Regions from separate parts of the Mus musculus genome. Here regions 2, 3, 4, 5, 6 and 7 are each linked to region 1. The links are chromatin contacts, called in public HiChIP or PLAC-seq maps. All regions are on one chromosome and are shown on one strand. The core of a region is the stretch at or near the end of the contact, and the rest is flanking DNA. Distances in the headings are between cores, read along the strand shown. Region 1 has its middle 15 kb from the start of Gm35242. Region 2 overlaps Lrrfip1 (leucine rich repeat (in FLII) interacting protein 1). Region 3 overlaps Lrrfip1 (leucine rich repeat (in FLII) interacting protein 1). Region 4 holds the start of Ackr3 (atypical chemokine receptor 3). Region 5 holds the start of Prlh (prolactin releasing hormone). Region 6 holds the start of Mlph (melanophilin). Region 7 overlaps Gm35381 (a long non-coding RNA gene).

Region 1 (2,566 bases), core at 21-2,520:
CAGGATATCTCATATTCCTGCTTCCTGTGCCTTCAGATCACCTGCAAGCCCCACCCAGAACTGAAGACAGGGCTTCCTGTGAAATTCACCCAAAATACAGTATGTTTTTCTTAATCTCTTTAAAAATTTTGTGAGACTACTTAGAATTAAGGAGATCAAGAATGCTAGAATCCAACGGAAGTAATGTAGAGTTCTAGCCACGCTGGTTCCAGCTGGAAAAGACCAGCTTTCTGACCTCTGAGTTTGGTGGTCAGGTATGAAAGTGTGGGAACATGGAGCATGGGCTCTTGAGGAGGAGGAAGAAGGAGGAGGAGGAGGAGGAGGAGGAGGAGGAGGAGGAGGAGGAGGAGGAGGATAAAAGGACAGGGTAAGAGAGAGAGAAGGGAGGAAGAGGGAAAGAGTGGAGAGGAGAGAGAAGATGGGGAGAGGGAGGAGGGGAAGGAAGAGGAGGATACACTGCAGTTCAGCACAGACACAGCTAGGCTTCCAGCTCACACCCATGATCTGTCTTGGGCTGTCAGGCTTTCTGTACCTCCCTTAACACATGCTGTGTCCCCACCTCACCACAGAGGACAAGAATGTCAACAAGGAGTGGCCAGTTCCCTCATTGCTGCCTCTGTTCTATTTGTCCTCAGGACCTGGGCAGTGCTGAGCCTTGTGCCCAGCTGAGAGCAGAACTTGAGACTCTTGTAAACATCTCCTGAGGTAACAGAGGACAGCCCAAGTAAACCAGTAGGCGGGGTCCACAGAAGAAGACTCTGTGGAACCTTAGGGCCAGACCCAGGAGGGCGAGGTGGGTGGAGGAGGCAACCAAGGTGGTCTGTGGAACCAGGCCAGTGTGCTAGCTAGGGCTGCAGAAGTGACGTCATCAGGTGTCAATGGAAGGAGCCTGTTTCAGAGCCTCTCCCAGAGCAAGCACTTGAGGGAGGGTAATATAGGGTGAGGGAAACAGGGATTCATGAGTGTCTTCATACAAGTGTGCCTAACACAGGCTGTCTTACACATACACATGTACAGAGAGTCTCATACACACGCACTCTCATGAACATATAATTCTCCCCATTCATTCATATACACATGCACATTGGCTTACACACACACACACACACACACACACACACACACACACTCCGTCAGTCAGACATCTGCTTTGCCTTTACGGAGACCACAGAATACTCATGTCCCTCTGCAGTTTCCCATCTGTGAGAAGTGCCAGCTTCCAGTCACCCCCATGACTCAGGTCTCCAGAAGGAGGTGCCGTGTGGTTTGGCTCAGATCTGCCCAAATGTTGAGGCCACCTCACCCTGCCTTGAGTCACAGGCTCCTTGTTTGTTCAACCTTCAACAGGCTGGCCTTGTTTCAGGTGCTTTCTTGGGCAGCAGAAGACAGGAAGGGAGCAGGGAGCCACCAAAAGCAAAAGCAGAGGAATTCTTGACAGGTAGTGAAGAGGGAGGGTGGGGCCAGGGATACCCAGTGGGGCACCTTGTGCCCTGCCTGTGGACCTCTGCTGCCCTCTGCAGATCAGGGGAGCCCAGGCATCTTGAGTCTGGCTAACCCTTGAGGCCCCCATCGGAGGCCTGGAATACCTGACTGTAGAGGAGGGTGGGTCTCCAGGCTGGGGAGCCATTGCTACTGACAGATTTCGGTAGGATGGGTGTCATGTCCTTTACAGAAAATACGACCACACCAGATCCTCATGCATGAGCACTGCTGAGTAGACCAAGTAGAAAAGCATCACTGGAGATGGTATGGTGTGTGTGTGTGTGTGTGTGTGTAAGACCCCATGCTAATCCATGTGTGGAAACCAGACATTAGCACTGAGGTCGTCTTCTATCACTCTCTGCCTTACTTTTTGAGACTGTGTCTTTCAGTGGCCCTGGACCTCACTGACTGGCTAGATGAGCTGCTGGTGAGACCCCAGCACCCTCCTGTCTCCTTTCTGTCTGTGGAATTACTGGGTGGTCCCTGAGTCTGGCTGAGGCGCATGCTTGCGTGGGGTGTCTTCCTAACCCCGGCTTATAGAAGGCATTTTTAAAGGTAACTTGACACCTGGACAGGTAAATGTCTGGGAGAAAGGGAGATTGCTAGTGATGGTGTGTGTGTGTGTGTGTGTGTGTGTGTGTGTGTGTGTGTGTGTGTGTGTGTGATATCTGAACAGAAGGAAGCAAGTGCATTGGGGATATGTGGACAGAGTAGTCTAAGTACGCAAAGGTGCAGAGAGTGGAGGGCTCATTACATCCTCTGGTCCCAGGAACCCTGGTCTCTGATTTCAGCTTGGGCAGGCTCAGGCCTGTCAAGGAACGGGGATCCCAGCAGCTTCTGGATCAGCCTTTGTCTCCAGGCAGAGGACCAGACCAAGCTCAGACAGAGGACTACTTCTCCTTCATAACAGCAGTGGTAAATAGGAAGGCCAAATGCTGCTGGTTCTTTGAAAATTATCCCCAAACTAACTTTACCACCGTGTAAGTTACTTTTCTCATGACTGTAACCAAACAAGCCCCTCCACTCCACAGAGAGAGACTGAAGGGAGGAGTGGTTTATTCGGCTCACAGTTTAAGATGGGACA
Region 2 (2,566 bases), core at 42-2,541, 460 kb before region 1:
GGCAGGAACTTGGAGGTAGGAACCATGGCTAGCTTTTTTATAAAACCCAGGACTGTCTAGGGATGGTATCGCCTACAGTAGGCAGCACCCCCTACAGCAATTAAAATCATCTTTTACAGACCAACATGGTAAAGACAATTACTCCATTGAGACTCTGGTTTCAGGTGATTCTAGGCTGTGCTGACAGTTAACACTAATTAGGATGGAAAGGCTAAGTGGAGGTGGGGACGGAGTTACAGAAGAATGGGAGTGGAGTGGGGAGTGGTGCTGGAATGAGGTGGAACTCCGTCCCCTGCCACTTACATTCGGGCTGATGCATCTTGGCTCTCCTAAGAATTGTATCATTGGGAGCCCCAAACCTTTAGTCTTAGCCCTTGCAGTAGCCTATGGACACAGAGGTATATTCACGTTTTTAAAGGGGAATGAACCATCACTTCCTTTGTTTGGTGACTTTTACTCTTCGGTTGCACCACCCTGCCCCCAGTGTGTAGCACTGCCTCACTTCCTGTCTGACAGATGCAAGATGCAAAGCCTTGAGGGCTGCAGCTGACTTTTGCATTTTCTTCTGTCTTTGGCTCCTGGTAATTACTCCTGGTGAAATACTAAGCCGGGGGTATTTTCCAAGAACCAATATGGACACCAAAAACTATGTCCTATTATGGCTGGGGCAGCTCAAACCAAGCAAAAACATATGCCTTTCAGGGGGCTACTTCATCTGAAGGAGTTTATTTCTGCCTACTTGCCCCAAGTCAGGAGCAGGAGCTGTGACGTGGTGTTAACTCCATCTTTTAACCCCTGCCTTGCTGCACATCCTACTGCATGGGTCTCCCACAGAGGCCAGGATGGAGAGGTCACTGTATCCTTGTTTGTTCCAAGGACAGAGGGTGACAAACCCAGCATCTTGGTGCCTAAAAAAGCATAAAGAAAGAATAGAATCAGCCCTGTTGTTTCTAAGATTCAGGTCCAGCATTAACATAATGCTTTTCTGTGTCCCAGGGCTATGTATGCACTGGGAAGGTGGGTGTGCAATTTGGATCGGCTTTTAACAAAGTGTCAATGAAGCATGTCCAGCTTTGCTGGTGGGAAGAAACCCAGAAGCTCCTGTTCAGACTTGTGGGTCTTCCTGCCTGAGAGGGAGGAGTAGTCAGGAGCAGGCCTGGGAGAGGGACCTGGCAAAGGCTAGTGACCCTCCCACTGACTGAAGAATTTCCTGGAGGCTGCCCTGCATTTGCAGAGGGGTCACTGCACCTGAGAACCATACCCAGGAGGCTCCCCAGTTAGTGTGGAGGTACCTGGCTGTTGTGAGGTGCCAGGTTGAGTTGGGAGGCCAGCCAGTTTTCCACACATCTTTGCGCTGACCTTTGCTCACTAAATGACAACAGAAATAATGATCGAAAGATCTTTAGGGCAACAAATAAACAAACAGGTGACTGGAGAAGGGGAGGGGGGACATCTACTGATTATCTCTGCAACAGACTTAGCAGCCTTCACCGGAGGGAATACAGAGCTCTGCTGGATTGATGCATTTCTCACAGTAGCACAGAAGGGAAAGTATGACCACACCTCCAGTTCCCCACATCACAGAGATCACTTCTCTTGCCTCACAGGCTGCAGAGACCAAGACATACAATGCATGCCTCTGTGAGGAAATAACAGCCAAACTTGTTTCATGTGTGTAAATTTTCCACAGATCTGGAAAGTGCACACACAACAAAAGGATCCGAATCTGACTTCAGTCTTTCCAGTCACAGAAACCATGAACATTCCCACATCATGACCTCATCTTGATACTTAAATAAATCCAAGGGCCACGCCTAGTGATGACAAATCAGCCACCCCAGACAGTCATTGCTGGGGCAGCGGGGTGGGGTGGGGTGGGGTGGGGTGGGGTGGAGGAGGTGTTGTTAAGAATCTTTGAAAGTAAAGCTACAAACTTCTTTTGATTGCAAACACTCCACTTATTCCTCAAGTGTACAGTTGACTATTACGCACAAGAAAGAGGATTCTACACTAAAACAAATCCAATGAGCTCATCTATGCAAGTGCTGTATCTTGGGTCTGCTGCATTCTGGGATGCAGGAACCAATCCTGGGCAGTATAGTGTTCAGGAACTGAGTTCTAAACTATGTATTTATGTCTGAGCCCAGCAAAAGAGATTGGCCTGGACTGTCTGCACTTTCCACTCATGGCTTTCAAAATGTGGGCCTCCCTCCACCCACACTGATGCTATAGCCTGGGTGTGTCTCCCTACCACAGCCAAAACTGTCTGGTCAGGTGTGGTGCATATGATACACCTGTAGCCTCAGCACTTGGGATGTGGAAGCAGTCGGGATAGGAATTCAAAGATATCTTCAACTATATAGTGAATTCAAGGCCATTTGGGGATAGAAGAAAAAAACCAAGGGGCTGGGGAGGTGGCTCAGTTGGTAAAGTATTTGCTATGAGGCATGATGAGGACCTGAGTTTAATCTCTAGCAACACATTTTAAAAAGAAGAAGAGGGACGAGGAGAAGGAAGAAGAAGAGGAGGAAGAAGAGAAGAAAGAGGAAGAGGAGAGAGAGGAGGA
Region 3 (2,566 bases), core at 40-2,539, 440 kb before region 1:
ATGGAATACCTAGCATATATGAGAACCCGGGTTCAATCCCCATTGCTGCCAAAAGGAAAAAGAGAAAGAAAAAAAGAGCAAAGGACTGTGGGAAAATCAGGGTGAGGGGATAGTAGAGAAGCCTAGAGCATGGGGAGCAGTCTTGGAGGGGGTGCTCCCATAGGACTCTTGGCTCGGCAGATGACAAGAGCTACCCTCTGTAACCCTAAGAAACAGCAGCCTCCAGCCACAGAACTATCTACCTCTCCATGCAACTACTCTGTGGCTCCCACAGTCAATGGGAAGGGTTAGCAGGGCCCTGCACACAGTAGGCCCACAAGTGTCTACTGAACGAGCAGAAATGTTTCACAGAGAAAATGATAGCAGGAGGTCTGAGAAATAGCTGGGACTTGGTTATTAAAATAAAAATTAAATATTCAGTCCAAATAAATTGGCCCAGTTTGTACGATGCAGCCACGTTAGCCGAGGAGCTCAAGTTGGGATGGTTCCCTGGGCCTGGGCGGGGCCCGCTCAGAGGTGCGTGACAGTGGCCTACAAAGCAGTAGGCTCTTTTCCTATTTTCCATTTGTGGGCCCAGATATTTGTCTCTGGTGAGTTTCCTGAAGATGTTTCCTGGTGGGAGCAGCCAGACAGGTGTTTACCTGGCCTGACTCCCCTTAGGCCCACATGACCCTCGGCCAAGAGACCAGGAGAGGGAGGCACGTCAGTTAACTCGAGGGGCTGTGAATCACAGTTCATGTGGTAAAGCCCAAATAATTAACGCAGAACCCAGGACCACTTATTTTCTGATTTTTGAAAAATAAACCTGCTCAGAAGGGAGACAGATGCTAGGAAAACACTGACCCCAAGCTTTTCCCAGAGAACTAAAAGAAAAAAAACACACATAAGGCCAGGTGGTGGTGGCATCCGCTTCTAATTGCAGTACTTGGGAGGCAAAGAGGCAGGGGGATCTCTGTGAATTTGAGGCCAGCCTAATCTACAGAGGTAGTCCCAGGACAGCCAAGGCTACATAGAAAGACCTTGTCTCAACAAACAAACAAAAACCACACAAAAGTACCAACTTCTAAATGTAAAATCACAAAGACTAAACACATTACACTTTTGAAATTTTTTCATTTGTATTTGTAACCGGAAAGAAAAAAATGAGTCATTTTCCAATACTGGGTTACTTTTCTGCTCATAGCTTAGCATAAAGGAGACGCTTGCCAAACCTATCTAAAGGTCACTCTGTAATCACCACAGGGTAGGGGTGAGGTCCCTCCCTGTGGTGACTGCCCTGACTGCCTTCCCCACACTGGGGCTCTGGTTACCCCTTTTAGGCTGTGGCTCCCAACACTCTACAGCTACCCACACGCTATCTCCAAGTTTCCTTCCCCAAATCAAGTCTGGCCACATCCCCTCTTCTGCTGATATATTTCCTCCTGGGATGGCAAAGCCCCCAGGCCGAGGATGGTGAACATCTTAAGCTGTGGATCCGCCACCCCTACAGTACACGTGACAGGTTTGGGACTTGCTGATCTGGAGGAGGAACCTGCTGGTCTTAAGAGAATTTGGAATCCCAAGCTTCCATCTGAAGTTACACAGACAATGAGCATCAGCTGGGGTCCATTAACAGAACCAGAACCTGTACATGGAGGACGACTCCAGCAGCTGGTCTCAAATCTGCATGGCCAAGCTCAGTAGCATGTGGCTGAAGCAAATACTCCCCCAGAGGGATCATTTATCAGTTACAGGAAAGGTTGTGAAGAAGCCAGGACCCTAACGTACTTACAGAGCCCACACGCTGGCTGTTGGAACAAAATTCTGACTCAAGGTTTTAAAAACCCACAGTAGACAAGATGAAGGGTTGAAGGTACTGATGACCACCCCGGTCCCCTAGAACACATTTATTTGTTCCTGTGGCTACTTATTCCAAAGTTTACACTAACCATTGATAGATACTAATAAGCCTCAAAGCAATTTTGTTTTTAAAGGAAAGAAGTTGACCAATTAAATTAAAAGAAAATCATTTTGGTCTTTTCTGGTTCTAAGAGGATCCAGACCCTACTCCCCCGCCCCCCAACGCCCTGTTAGAAGCCCAAACCCAATCCTCTCAAGCTCCTCTCAGCTAGAAAGCTGTCCTAGGAACTACGACTAAAGGGCAAGCTCTCAGGCTGCGAGCATCTCTCTGGCTCCATTAGGTCTCCAGTTGGACAGCCATGCCTAGCATCTGTGCTAAGTGCACACCAGGGCTAACCTGGAACAGATGTCCAGCATTCATGCTGTGTGCACTCTGGGGCTAATCTGGAACAAGAACTACAAGGAGCACACGCATTCCAAGCTGGAGCAACACTAAGGTGACAATGACGAGAGCAGGTGCCCAACAGCAGCAGGTACGCTGTCTTCACAGTCCTGAAAGAGAAAGAGCCAACCTCGGAACACTCAGCCCCCATTACCTCTTTCTGCTGCCGTTCCAGCTCCTTCATCCGGATCTCTCGAGCCTCGGCTCGGGCTGCACGCTTCGCTGCGAGCCTGGCCTCCGCCTGAAACAGACCCAGAAACCTTGTTAGAGAACAGACCAGGCAAC
Region 4 (2,566 bases), core at 21-2,520, 430 kb after region 1:
CCACCCCCATCCCTCCTTTCTGGTCCTATCCATTGAGCTCCACATTCTCCTGAACTAAATAAAGACCACAAAGCCAGCATCTGCTCCTTCAAAGAAAAACAAAGTTTCCATACTGGCCACAGCACAGACTGGGGTCTCAGGGATGCCACTAACCCAAGACACCTTTAAAAAGATGCTTGATCCTACCTCACATCGAAACAATTAATTAATCTGTTTGTGAGCAAATGAATGGAGAGACAGAGAGAGAAAGGGGAAGAGACAGCCAGTCTGCCTTTCACAGTGCCTCATTTTCCTAGTAGCTAGCAGCCAGGAGTCTTGGCTGACCAGGATCCCCTGACCTCAGAGTCTCCCTCACTCCCAGCCACCCAGTGAACCTTTATGCACCCTAACAAAAGTCAGCAACACTCACAGTTCACTTGGAGAGTAGATTTAAATTCAAATACTAGATTTCTTAGTGTCTGCTTTTTTTTTTTTTTGTCCCAATTGAAGTTGGACAACACTTTCTAGGAGAACAATAAATACTCAAAATTAGATTAGCAGGGGTGCCATGAAGAGATAAGATGAAGAGGAGCTAACATTCAATTTACAACTTCCAGAATTCAGGAGCTGTGAATTAATCCATCCCCACCCCCCAGAGCACGGAGTTTAAACTCATCCTAGACTCAGAATGCTCAGCCCAGTTGTCTGGTCCGCTGAAGGATGCCTCTGGGCATATCACATGCCTTTCTGGAAGTGCGCTTGTGGTTTTTACAGCCAATCTGATAACCAGAAGTAGGAGTGGGCAAACAGTGATGCCAAGCTCACCCCTAAGCTGGCTTTGGGCAACCTCAATGGGGCATCCCACATTCTCTGCAAAGTTTCCCTGCTTCCTGGAACTTAAGTACTCACAGAAACAAATCAGAGTCCAGTAGCAAACAAACATACACAGAGGTTTCCCTCCACAAATGACTGAACTCAGATCCCCCAAATCAGGAGCAGTAGCTTGCAATGCAGGCATGCAGCGTGCTTTGAGCTTTCCAATCCGGACCTGCAGGCTCTAAAGCCCCCAGCTCAGGGATCCAAGAGTTCTCAGAAAAAGCCCAGTTCTCGTAAGAACAGGAGTCCTGCCCCTTGCCGTAGTTGCTCGGCAAAGCTGTCGCAGAAGCAAGGCTTTCTTACTTACCTCAGGGCTTCCTGGGCTGTGGTTTGCCTTCCTGACGGTGAGCGCTGCAGGCTCCTTCAGTGCTGAGCAGTTTGTAGCAACTGAGATCTCTCAGGGCTCCGGACTTGCCTTTTATATACACTGCGGGAAAGTGCCTCTAGGTGGCAGTTTTGCAACCCTCGGCTCTCCTCCCGCCCCTCCTCTCCCACCACAGCGCGCAGGCATGCAGGCTTGTACAGGCGCACACGCCCTCCTGTAACCCTCTCTAGGTTGTTGTTTCCTGCACAAACACATTCTTGGGAGCCCTCAGATCCCTCCCTTTGCAAAGGCTAGATCCTATTGGGGGAAATGTCAGCAGAAGAAAAACCAAAAGAAGTCCTAGGACGTTCCAAAATGATAGAATATTGATCCAGTCTCAGGTATAGCTTTTAATAATCCCATGAGCACCGGGAGTTCCTTTGAATGCCTGTAGCTTCAGGGAAGACTTTGTTCCCAAGACAAATTACTCTGAACTTCTGAACTTCGATGTTGGTTTGTCAAGCTTGCTCTTTCTTTGTCGATGCCTCCTGGACAGAAGTCACATTTTGGAAAGGGGACGATTAATCGACCCTGTACCGCCATCACCCAGAAGTGAGGGAAAGTGCCTTTAGGTTGGATCCAGATTCTGCTGGAACTCTTACACAAAGTCCTTAAGGCCCTATTAAGACCGTGTTCCACGGAGTCGAGCAGTGCCAGTCACTGAAAAGGCCTTGTCGCAGGTGAGGTAGAGTCGTCATTGTGAGCTTAGCCAACTTTTATCGCAGTCCTCATCTTTATCAAAATCTACATTCTAATCGCGATGCACATTGCTAAGATTCCCTGTTTTGTTTTTTAAATGTGTCTCTTGCAATTCCCCATTTAGTAAAACTCAAGCACAAAATGACCCAATCTTTACTTTTAAAGCCGCGCCACTGTAACGCCTCCCCAAGTGCCCCCCACCCTCCAAAGGGCTGGTGGTCACTCTGCTCTCATGCCCCCCTGGGCCTCTGAAAGGCAGTTACAGCACCCACAGTTGAGGCGCGGGCTGTACGCAAAATCTGCCTTCACCAACACTTGCCGAGTCTATTTTCTAAGTCTCCGGAGAGTGACTGCTGAACACAGGAACCCGAGAACTTGGGGATCAGAGTCTCACGTAGGCTAGAGAGCTTCGGTCTAGGGAAAAACCTTAACAAAAGAAGTGGTTTGTTTAAACAGCCTTGCACTTTACTCCTGGCGGGGCAGATCCTGCTCAGTGAGCTCCTGAGGAGCACACCTGCTTTCCGGGCTGTGGGAGGGGTGTGTGTCTGCAAGGAGTAGTGTGAGATCTGGTGGGGGGTCATACGGCCTCCTGGGGAGTCTGTGACCTCAATGCAAGGGAGAGGCCCTGAGGCCTGTGGGCGGAGTCTG
Region 5 (2,566 bases), core at 32-2,531, 320 kb before region 1:
ACCCCATTTCTGGGCAGTGATGTGGTTTTGGGGAACAGGAATTTATAGGAACACTGAATCAACATTCCCTTCCCCCACTGCAGGGTCTTAAGGGACCAGGACAACCTCTGTGGGGCCTGGTAATGAGCGATCTCAGTTGTTCTATTGGGGGCAGGTGGGAGCCTCTTCTTTCCAAAGAGGTTACTGGGTTCTGAGCTTCTTTCATGGTTACCCTCCCCAGAGAGAAAGCACCTTCCGGTTTGTTACCACATAGTTACAAGTGTACAATAAACAAAGCCAGCACTTTTATTAGATCAGAGGGAAAACCGGAAAGGGAGGGTGGAGGAGGCTCTGCGGGGGGACAGGGAGGGTGGGCTTGGGCTCAGCATCACTGTCTTCATGAGCTGTGAGAGAACTTGGCACTTCCATCCAGTGGGAAGCAGCTTAGCCGGCACCGCAGGCCAGGTCCGGTGACATCCCTCAGGGCTGCCCTCCTCCTCCCGAAGCGGCCCACAGGCCTGATCCCACGACCCGTGTACCAGGCAGGATTGATGTCAGGGGCTGGAAAGGAAAGAGTCAGAGCAGCGTATGGGACACGGGAGCCCCTAAGCTGATGGAAACCTGGGCACCAGGCCATGTTGGCACCCACCCTGATTACACTGGCTGGGCATATCTGGGCAGTGGTGTGGCTTTAGGGAATTTATTTAGACATATGCCAGGATCAGTATTCTCTTCCTGTCTGACTGTCATCCTCCAAAGTCTTAAGGGACCCCACAAAGATGGGTTAGGGGAATGATGAGGACAGGAAACAGGACCATTCTGGGGAGATCTTAACAGGACCAATCTCCCAACTGACTGCATGGTAAGGTAGCTTTTGCTTAGATCCCAGAGGCTCTCAACCTGTGGGTTGTGTCCCTTTTGTTTGGGGGGAAGGGCGCATATCAGACATCCTGCATTTCAGATATTAACATTATGATCCATAACAGTAGCAAAACTTACAACTATGAAAACAGCATCACAATAATTTTCTGGCTGGGGGTCACCACAACATAAGGATCTGTATTAAAAGTTCTGTATTAGGAAGGTTGGAAACCACTGGCTTAGGAGATGGCTAACCTCCCATTCAGGGGCTGGGTACTCAAGGCATTTGGGAAGCATATGGATGGGAGGTGACAGTGGCTGTCCTCCATATGCCAGGCACTCACTGCGGGTCTCCATGGAGTGCTGGTGGGCTCGGCTGGAAGCTCCTGGGAGGACTAAGCCTAGCAGCAGCAAGCACAGAAGCCAGGTCCTCGGTGCCATGCTTCCGGCTTCCTGGATGATGCCCTGGAGATTGGATCCTGAAGCCTGGGGGTAGAGATGCAGAGTACGTTGTATGCACAAAGCCAGGAGGGACCCTAGGTTGTTTGTACAGATGTACGTGTGTGTGTGGTGCGTGTCCGTGCCTATGAGGTGTGCAAATGCATATGTTTAGTGCACATAGCTACAATTATCAGGGGAGAGGTGTGAGCTGTGCACAGGTGGCTGTCTTGGGACATCCTTGGGTCTGTCTGTCCATCTGTGTCAAGAGCTGGGAGGTAGACACCCAGGCCTTGGTGGGAAGCAGATTTATGGGCAGCCTTGTGGTCAGCAGAGGTGGAGAACAATTTGCCCAACCTCAGAGGTAGCTAGGAGTTGGAACATATTGGAACCTCAGTGCCCAGGCTTTCCTCACACTTTGTCTGGGATCTCCTGACACTGAGAGCCAGGCAGGCAATGGAGGACACTTAGCATCCCACATCCCCAGAGAGCTCACACCTCACAGCCTCTACAATAACCCAGGACTTTAGACTCAGTTTGCTGAGACTCCAGAATGGGCCTCTCCTCACAGAGTCCCCCTGAATGACATGGGAAGGCTGCCGCCACTGTGTATGGGAACTGGTACCCTGCTGATGGAGTGTTCTGACCTACCACATAGCATCCACCTGTGATACTTCCTGCAGGGGACCCTTTTCTTCCTACCCCTGACATTTCAGGTCCTATTAGAAGATGCTCAAGGAAGACCCCCCCCCAGCTGACTTTGACGCTCCAGCTTCTCCTTGTCCACACAGCGCTGTCCATCAGAGCTCTTTAAATGCCCACCCTCTCCTCCTCCTCCTCCTGGGATGTCCCACACAGTGAAGGGGAACCCTAACTAGAGGAATGGAGGAGCCACCATGAATCATTGTAAAGACTGCACCCACTCAGGCTGGGTGATGGGGACTGAGAATGCTAACTGATCCTGAGTTCTGAGCCTTTCTGGAGGGTGCCTTCTGGGCTTTGCTTGAGGTGTCCCACTGAGGGCCACCTTCACCTGCCCTCCATCATGGACAGCCCTTGAGTGTCAGAGACCCCAGAATGGTGTGTGGTCCTAGACCACAGACCACAGGTAGTTCTCTCTGCTTGTCCTGCTTGGTGCCCGCACTTGGCTGCCCAGTAAGCCTGGCAGAGAAAACACTTGTGGAGAAGCTGGAAGTCACAGCAACACCCAGCCCTCTCCAGCACTGCCAAGTTACTCACCCTCTCTCTGTCCCTTGAGTGTGGCGATAAGGCTGCCTGGGCGTGAGGT
Region 6 (2,566 bases), core at 28-2,527, 280 kb before region 1:
CAACCTCCCTCCTCCTCTAGTTCTCAGCAGCTTTTCAGAGTCACTAATGCATCAGGATGACCCACCAGCTTCTCATGCTTGTGCCTGGACCAGGTTCCAAGTCCTGTGAGGCACCTGCCCTGGTACCCACTTTGGAGATGGGGCACTGATGCTGGGTGAGATGGAAGAACTCACCTCCCCACCTTGCCTGGTGATGCTCTAAGAAGTGACACCTTGGAGACCTGGGCCCGGAGGGGTGATGCTCGTGGCCAGGAAAGCTGTTGCTGTGTCTTACTAAGGCCTTGTAATCAGTTGGGAGATGGGTGTGTGTTAAATGACACACATCTGGGCCAGGGAGCCATCAGGCTCAGGGGTTCACCAACTTCAATGCCCAGCTACCCCTGGTCTTTAGCCCATCCCTTTTCCTGAGACTTGTGCCCTGGGTATCTAGGGGAGTCTTGTACCCTGGTTATTACTCAAAGCCCTCAGAAGGAAACAAGAGCAATCCTTGTGGCATAGAAACAGAACAGACAACAGCACCAACTCATTTCCGATGAAAGCAAAGAACTGTGTTTTTAGTTCAGGTCAGTAGGACATAGGTGTGTGCTCTGTGAAATCTTCCTGCATCTGTGAGACTCAGCTCTCTCCCAGGCTTGGACACAGTGGGGTGACACTCGAGGTGTTAACACATTTCCTCTCACATCTTCATAATAAGAAGGAGGGCCTAGAGGACCTATGGTCCAACAACAACAACAACAACAACAACAACAACAACAACAACATGATTCCACTAAGTCCGGAGGAGGGCAGGTGCCTCCTTCATGCACCTATCTGCTTTCTTCTTGCTCCCAGAAGACAGCCAAGAGGAAGCCAAGAGGGCAGCCAAGAGGAAGTTTCTGTACAAATAGCCTCTCACCCTGGGCTCCGGTCCAAGTCTCCCGAAGGCACCAGCTTTTAGCTCAAAGGAAGCTTTTAATTAAAACCAACTGTTTAGCCCCAAATGGGCTCCCCAAGGATTTCGCCCATTGTGTTTAAGGCATCCAGAAGAAGCCCAGAGTTCAGAAGTAAGGTGTCGCTGCACCCTCCCTGAGCCAGATTCCCTCTTCTGGGAGTTCTGCAAGCCCCAGGTCCTTGGTGCACTCACCAGCCTCTCTCCTGGGAATGCCCAGCCTGTAGCTCTGGCTCGGTGGGTCCTGGCCTCTGCTCCTTTCTCTTAGCTCCTGAGAGAGAAACCCCAGGCACCGAGCGAGGCCAGTGTCAGGGTGCACTGAGCTAGACAGAGCTGTGTGCGGGGATCCAGGCAGCTGTGGCGCCGGTCCTGCCCAACTTGCGGCTCAGATCACGTGGGCTACTCCTGACCCGCCCAGCTCCGGGATCGACGTGCACCCCAGGGTGCCTGGACAGGCCAAGAGCAGAGCGGACTCCAGTGGCCCTCCTGGGAGGCGCTGAAGTGGGTATGGAGGACAGAGGCACCTTGTCCCCAAGCCGGTTGAGAGCAGAACACGCGTTGGAGTTGTGCGCTCATTTCCACCACTGGGTTCTGGTCCCCCATAGGAGGGATCTGCTGGCAAACCGCATCCTCTGAGAACACGGCACCTCCGCAAATATCCATTTTAACTCTTTACTTAGCTTCACAGACAGGGAAACTGAGGAAAAGCGCCCTACCCAAAGTCACCAACTTCTTAGTGAGACTGTGAGCCCAGGTTTCCAGCTGGAGTCGCTGTCCCCCAGGCCCTCAGATGGACTCACAAGCGGCCCCCCCCCCCCAGTCCGGCCAAGGCCTTGACTATTGAAAACAGTCCAGTAGGTCTGTGGTCTGAGAAGCTCCACCCAGAGATCTGCCCTGGATGTTGAAAGAACATAACCTCCCCCCATGCCGCAGCATAAGAGCACCCTGACCCCTTCCCTATGGCTATATTAAAAAACCAACCAAACAAAAATTCACTTAGCCAAGTGTGTGCTAGTTCACACCCAAAATCCCAACACTTGGGAGGCTGAAGCAGGAGGATTGCTGAAAGTTTCAGACCAACCTGTTTTAGTATTGAGTTCCAGCCAGGCCAGCCTGAGCTACAGAGAGAGGCCTCTACTCTTTGAGGACAACTTTTACAACTCAGTGCTGGCATCTGCAACATAGAGACAGGGCCGTAAACAATAACTAGCTCCAGGGTGGACAGATGTGATAGTAGCATTTATTCCCTGTCAGCAGGAGAGGAAAGGGAACCTTAGAAGACATGCTTTGGGTCATCTGCAGATGTGTGTGTGTGCGCGCGCGCGCGTGCGCGCGTGTGTGTGTGTGTGTGTGTGTGTGTGTGTGTGTGTGTGTGACTGAATATGTGATTGTGTGTGTGCATATGACTGAGTATGTGACTCTCTCTGTGTGTGCATATGACTATGTGATTCTCTGTGTATGTGTGCATGACTGAGTGTGTGAGTCTCTCTGTGTGTGCATATGACTGTGTATGTGATTGTGTGTGTGTGTGTGTGTGTGCATATGACTGTGTATGTGATTATGTGTGTGTGTGTGTGTGTGTGTGTGCATATGACTGAGTATGTGACTCTCTCTGTGTGTGCATATAACTATGTGATT
Region 7 (2,566 bases), core at 45-2,544, 260 kb before region 1:
GCTTCCTCACTGTGGGTGAAATGTCACCAGACCAAACTCTCACAACCACGACTCCCCATCATGATGGGAAACACTCTGAGCTAAAACACACCCCCTCTTCCTTAAGTAATTATTATGAGGTGTTTTGTCACAGCAAGGAGAAAGACAACTGATAAAGGTCTAAGAGAAGGGTACTAAACTCAAGCTAGTGGCAGTGGCTCAGAAGACAGTATGTGCATGTTCTACATCCACATGTCTATCCTTCACTCTGTCTGTCCATCCATCCATCCATCCATCCATCCATCCATCCATCATTAGATCCTCATTACAGAATGCCATAAACCAGGCATGATGATCAGATTAAGAAAAAAAATAGACATGGTTCATCTTTTTGTTATTGCTTTCCTTGAATTCTCTCCTCTGTGCATAAAAGTAGAGGCAACAGGCAATGCCAGTCAAGCTCTGTTCTTGGGCACTATATACTCCAGCGCTTAATAACATCAAGGGCAATAGCACAAGTAGGGACTATTTGCGGGAGAGGTGAGCAAGGCTCAGAGACGGTGAGTGTCTGATCAGAGAGTGACATAGCCTTGGCTTTCATAGTCAGCTTAGGACACCTCTCTCTACTTACCTGCTCCAGGGAACCTGTCCCAAGTTCTATTTACTGAGGTGGGTGGTACAGAGGAACAAGAGAGAATCTCTTGTTTTATTCATGAGCATTAATTTCTCACTGAAGCAATGATTCATATGATGTAGAAGGACTGGGAAGAGTGAAGCAATGATGTCTTTAGTTCCTTGCATAGTGGAGAAAGCTCTCAGTGGGTTAAGTTTACCGCCAGTGAGCAGTTTCTACGGGAAATTCCGTCCCAAACTCCAAACAATTACCTTGGAAACAGCCCTGGAATGGAGCCTGTGTGTAAATCAGAGCATGTGTGACTGTGAAATTTGGTCGTTGTGGACACACCTCCAATGGGGCTGCTTTCCCTCACTCTTGCTTTCTCTCACCTTTCTCTGCATTGTGCTGTGCAAAGACCCTCGGCTTCCTGTTCTAGTAAGCTGGCCAACTCCCTCCCCTAGTCTTGCACACATTTCTGTAACTACCCCCCAGAGGCTTCCTTCATCAAGTAAGGAAAACCGAATTCTGTTTTCCTAAGTGACGGGATGTGTTTATCCAGGGACTCCAAGCGGGCTCCAGTGCCTGGCCAGATGGTTCCAGATACGCTCAGCAGAACGCAAGGCGCAGGCCCCAGGGCTCTCCACAACCATGTGACTCACAGAAGGCCGGTGCCAAAGACGTGCACTGAGTGTCCTGCCCATGCTGGGCTGCACATAGGGTACACACAGGCTTCTGCTCCTTGGCTGCCTTAGGTGGTGCTGGGGCGGGGGAAGGGGAGGGTGTGCTCTTGCTGGAACTGAGATCCACCCTCCCAGGCCAACCGTGACTCATGTCTATTTTTAGTTTACCACTCACCCAGGTGGGCCAGGTTCCATGCTAAGTGCTCTAAATTTTGTATCTCTGTTTTTTTTTTTTTTTTTGTTTTTTGTTTTTTTTTTTTTTACATGGAGTGATCATAGGCTTTGGTGCCCGTATTTCAGCACATGTGCCTCTGGCAAAGGGGAGATTAGCTTTTGGGGACCTAGGGAACTTACGACAGGCATCTGCTGATGGCGTTGTGAGCCTGTTGAGTCCATGAGCTGAGGGGCAGGGTTGGCAACCAGGATCATGTCTGTCACTATGCGCAGTGTGCTTTGCTGGGGTAGACATGACTGATGGGTTTTGACACTCTCCCACTGGCTTGGACATTGCTTTGAAGAAAGGTCATTGGTTAGTAGCCACTCCTGTCTCTGAATCTCTCTCTCTCTCTCTCTCTCTCTCTCTCTCTCTCTCTCTCTCTCTGTGTGTGTGTGTGTGTGTGTGTGTGTGTGGAATGTGGTCAGGTTAGCTGTGCACAGCCCTCTGCTCTCCTGGGTTAATGGGCATCATGTATGATTTATCTGGTATAGAAAATTTACTTAGATCTTTTTATGGCCATATTGTCCAGAATGTGCCAGATTTCCTCAAGTTAAAGCAGGGCCAGGCCTGCTTAGTCTTTGCATGTGAGACACACCTGCTTGCTTGGTTTCAGTTGTTCCCTCCTCCTCCTCTTCCTCCTTTTCTTCTTCCTCTTCCTCCTCTTTTTCCTCTTCCTCCTTTTTCTTCATCTCTTCCACCTCGTTTCTTCCTCCACCTACTCCTTTTGTTTCTCCTCCACTTCCTCTTCCTATCCCTATTCCTCCTCCTCTTCTTCCTCCTCCTACTCATCTTCTTCCTCCTCTTCCTCCTCCTCCTTTCTGAGATATGGTCTCATGTGTCTCAGGCTAGCCTCTACAGCTTTGACCTTCTGGTCCCCCTCCTTGAACCTCCTGAGTGTTAGGATTACAGATTTGCACTACCACACCTGGCTTGATGCTGCAATTTGGATGGGGCTGGGACTTTCTGCCTGTTAGCCAAGCACCCTATTAATAGAATTACATCCCCAGCCCTTGACTTACCAGTTTAGTAGTGTGGATGGATAATCTGACTTAGAATTCCTTAGAGCCAGACTGA

What was found. HiChIP or PLAC-seq counts read pairs in DNA pulled down with a chosen protein or histone mark.
Region 2: a contact with region 1 is called in an HNF4G HiChIP or PLAC-seq map of pancreatic cancer cells. The contact joins two enhancer-like sites. A contact is called at or near these places in 16 of 484 Hi-C or Micro-C datasets (cerebellum, cerebral cortex, cortical neurons and 9 more) and 1 of 115 datasets of contacts at active chromatin or transcription factors (pancreatic cancer cells).
Region 3: a contact with region 1 is called in a FOXA1 HiChIP or PLAC-seq map of pancreatic cancer cells. The contact joins two enhancer-like sites. A contact is called at or near these places in 1 of 484 Hi-C or Micro-C datasets (stem cell-derived neural stem cells) and 2 of 115 datasets of contacts at active chromatin or transcription factors (embryonic stem cells and pancreatic cancer cells).
Region 4: a contact with region 1 is called in a CTCF HiChIP or PLAC-seq map of the NIH/3T3 cell line, with 6 read pairs. The contact joins the promoter of Ackr3 here to the enhancer-like site in region 1. A contact is called at or near these places in 1 of 39 promoter capture datasets (liver), 1 of 15 datasets of contacts at CTCF or cohesin (the NIH/3T3 cell line) and 3 of 115 datasets of contacts at active chromatin or transcription factors (embryonic stem cells, neural tube and pancreatic cancer cells).
Region 5: a FOXA1 HiChIP or PLAC-seq map of pancreatic cancer cells shows a contact between it and region 1. The contact joins the promoter of Prlh here to the enhancer-like site in region 1. A contact is called at or near these places in 15 of 39 promoter capture datasets (the 3T3-L1 cell line, the C10 cell line, the HPC-7 cell line and 9 more), 4 of 15 datasets of contacts at CTCF or cohesin (the NIH/3T3 cell line, embryonic stem cells and pro-B cells), 119 of 484 Hi-C or Micro-C datasets (the 63-12 cell line, the AML12 cell line, B cells and 80 more), 12 of 115 datasets of contacts at active chromatin or transcription factors (CD4 single positive thymocytes, the HPC-7 cell line, the NIH/3T3 cell line and 8 more) and 4 of 9 other capture datasets (adipose tissue, embryonic stem cells, liver and 1 more).
Region 6: a FOXA1 HiChIP or PLAC-seq map of pancreatic cancer cells shows a contact between it and region 1. The contact joins the promoter of Mlph here to the enhancer-like site in region 1. A contact is called at or near these places in 6 of 39 promoter capture datasets (the 3T3-L1 cell line, the C10 cell line, cranial neural crest and 3 more), 1 of 15 datasets of contacts at CTCF or cohesin (the NIH/3T3 cell line), 16 of 484 Hi-C or Micro-C datasets (3T3-L1-derived adipocytes, the HL-1 cell line, brown adipocytes and 10 more), 9 of 115 datasets of contacts at active chromatin or transcription factors (craniofacial prominence, embryonic basal ganglia, embryonic limb bud and 5 more) and 2 of 9 other capture datasets (adipose tissue and liver).
Region 7: a CTCF HiChIP or PLAC-seq map of the NIH/3T3 cell line shows a contact between it and region 1, with 7 read pairs. The contact joins two enhancer-like sites. A contact is called at or near these places in 1 of 39 promoter capture datasets (the 3T3-L1 cell line), 1 of 15 datasets of contacts at CTCF or cohesin (the NIH/3T3 cell line), 12 of 484 Hi-C or Micro-C datasets (3T3-L1-derived adipocytes, brown adipocytes, cerebellar granule neurons and 7 more), 4 of 115 datasets of contacts at active chromatin or transcription factors (embryonic fibroblasts and embryonic stem cells) and 1 of 9 other capture datasets (embryonic stem cells).

The regions. Positions count from the first base shown.
Region 1 is chr1:90,632,560-90,635,125 of GRCm38.p6, reverse strand. No RefSeq gene overlaps it. Among named protein-coding and RNA genes, the nearest start is that of Gm35242, 15 kb to the left of the region's middle. Within about 2 kb of position 1,270, at least 38 of the 459 cell types and tissues checked have an H3K27ac peak or open chromatin away from gene starts, as enhancers often do. A contact at or near this core is called in the C2C12 cell line, the C3H10T1/2 cell line, the HL-1 cell line and 6 more, where this site is marked.
Region 2 is chr1:91,094,601-91,097,166 of GRCm38.p6, reverse strand. All of the region lies in intron 12 of Lrrfip1 (leucine rich repeat (in FLII) interacting protein 1), which reads right to left. Among named protein-coding and RNA genes, the nearest start is that of Lrrfip1, 42 kb to the right of the region's middle. Within about 2 kb of position 1,291, at least 126 of the 459 cell types and tissues checked have an H3K27ac peak or open chromatin away from gene starts, as enhancers often do. A contact at or near this core is called in embryonic fibroblasts and pancreatic cancer cells, where this site is marked.
Region 3 is chr1:91,068,519-91,071,084 of GRCm38.p6, reverse strand. Lrrfip1 (leucine rich repeat (in FLII) interacting protein 1) reads right to left here. Exons shown (of 25, transcript NM_001310732.1): 2 at 2,436-2,522. Among named protein-coding and RNA genes, the nearest start is that of Lrrfip1, 16 kb to the right of the region's middle. Within about 2 kb of position 1,289, at least 38 of the 459 cell types and tissues checked have an H3K27ac peak or open chromatin away from gene starts, as enhancers often do. A contact at or near this core is called in pancreatic cancer cells, where this site is marked.
Region 4 is chr1:90,202,684-90,205,249 of GRCm38.p6, reverse strand. It overlaps Ackr3 (atypical chemokine receptor 3), which reads right to left and starts at 1,270. Exons shown (of 2, transcript NM_007722.4): 1 at 1,163-1,270.
Region 5 is chr1:90,951,823-90,954,388 of GRCm38.p6, reverse strand. Prlh (prolactin releasing hormone) reads right to left here and starts at 1,281. Exons shown (of 2, transcript NM_001101647.1): 1 at 1,185-1,281; 2 at 377-540. The coding sequence starts at 1,281. The coding sequence ends at 377.
Region 6 is chr1:90,913,811-90,916,376 of GRCm38.p6, reverse strand. It overlaps Mlph (melanophilin), which reads right to left and starts at 1,277. Exons shown (of 16, transcript NM_053015.3): 1 at 1,124-1,277.
Region 7 is chr1:90,895,614-90,898,179 of GRCm38.p6, reverse strand. All of the region lies in intron 4 of Gm35381 (a long non-coding RNA gene), which reads left to right. Among named protein-coding and RNA genes, the nearest start is that of Gm35381, 12 kb to the left of the region's middle. Within about 2 kb of position 1,294, at least 125 of the 459 cell types and tissues checked have an H3K27ac peak or open chromatin away from gene starts, as enhancers often do. A contact at or near this core is called in the NIH/3T3 cell line, embryonic fibroblasts, muscle stem cells and 1 more, where this site is marked.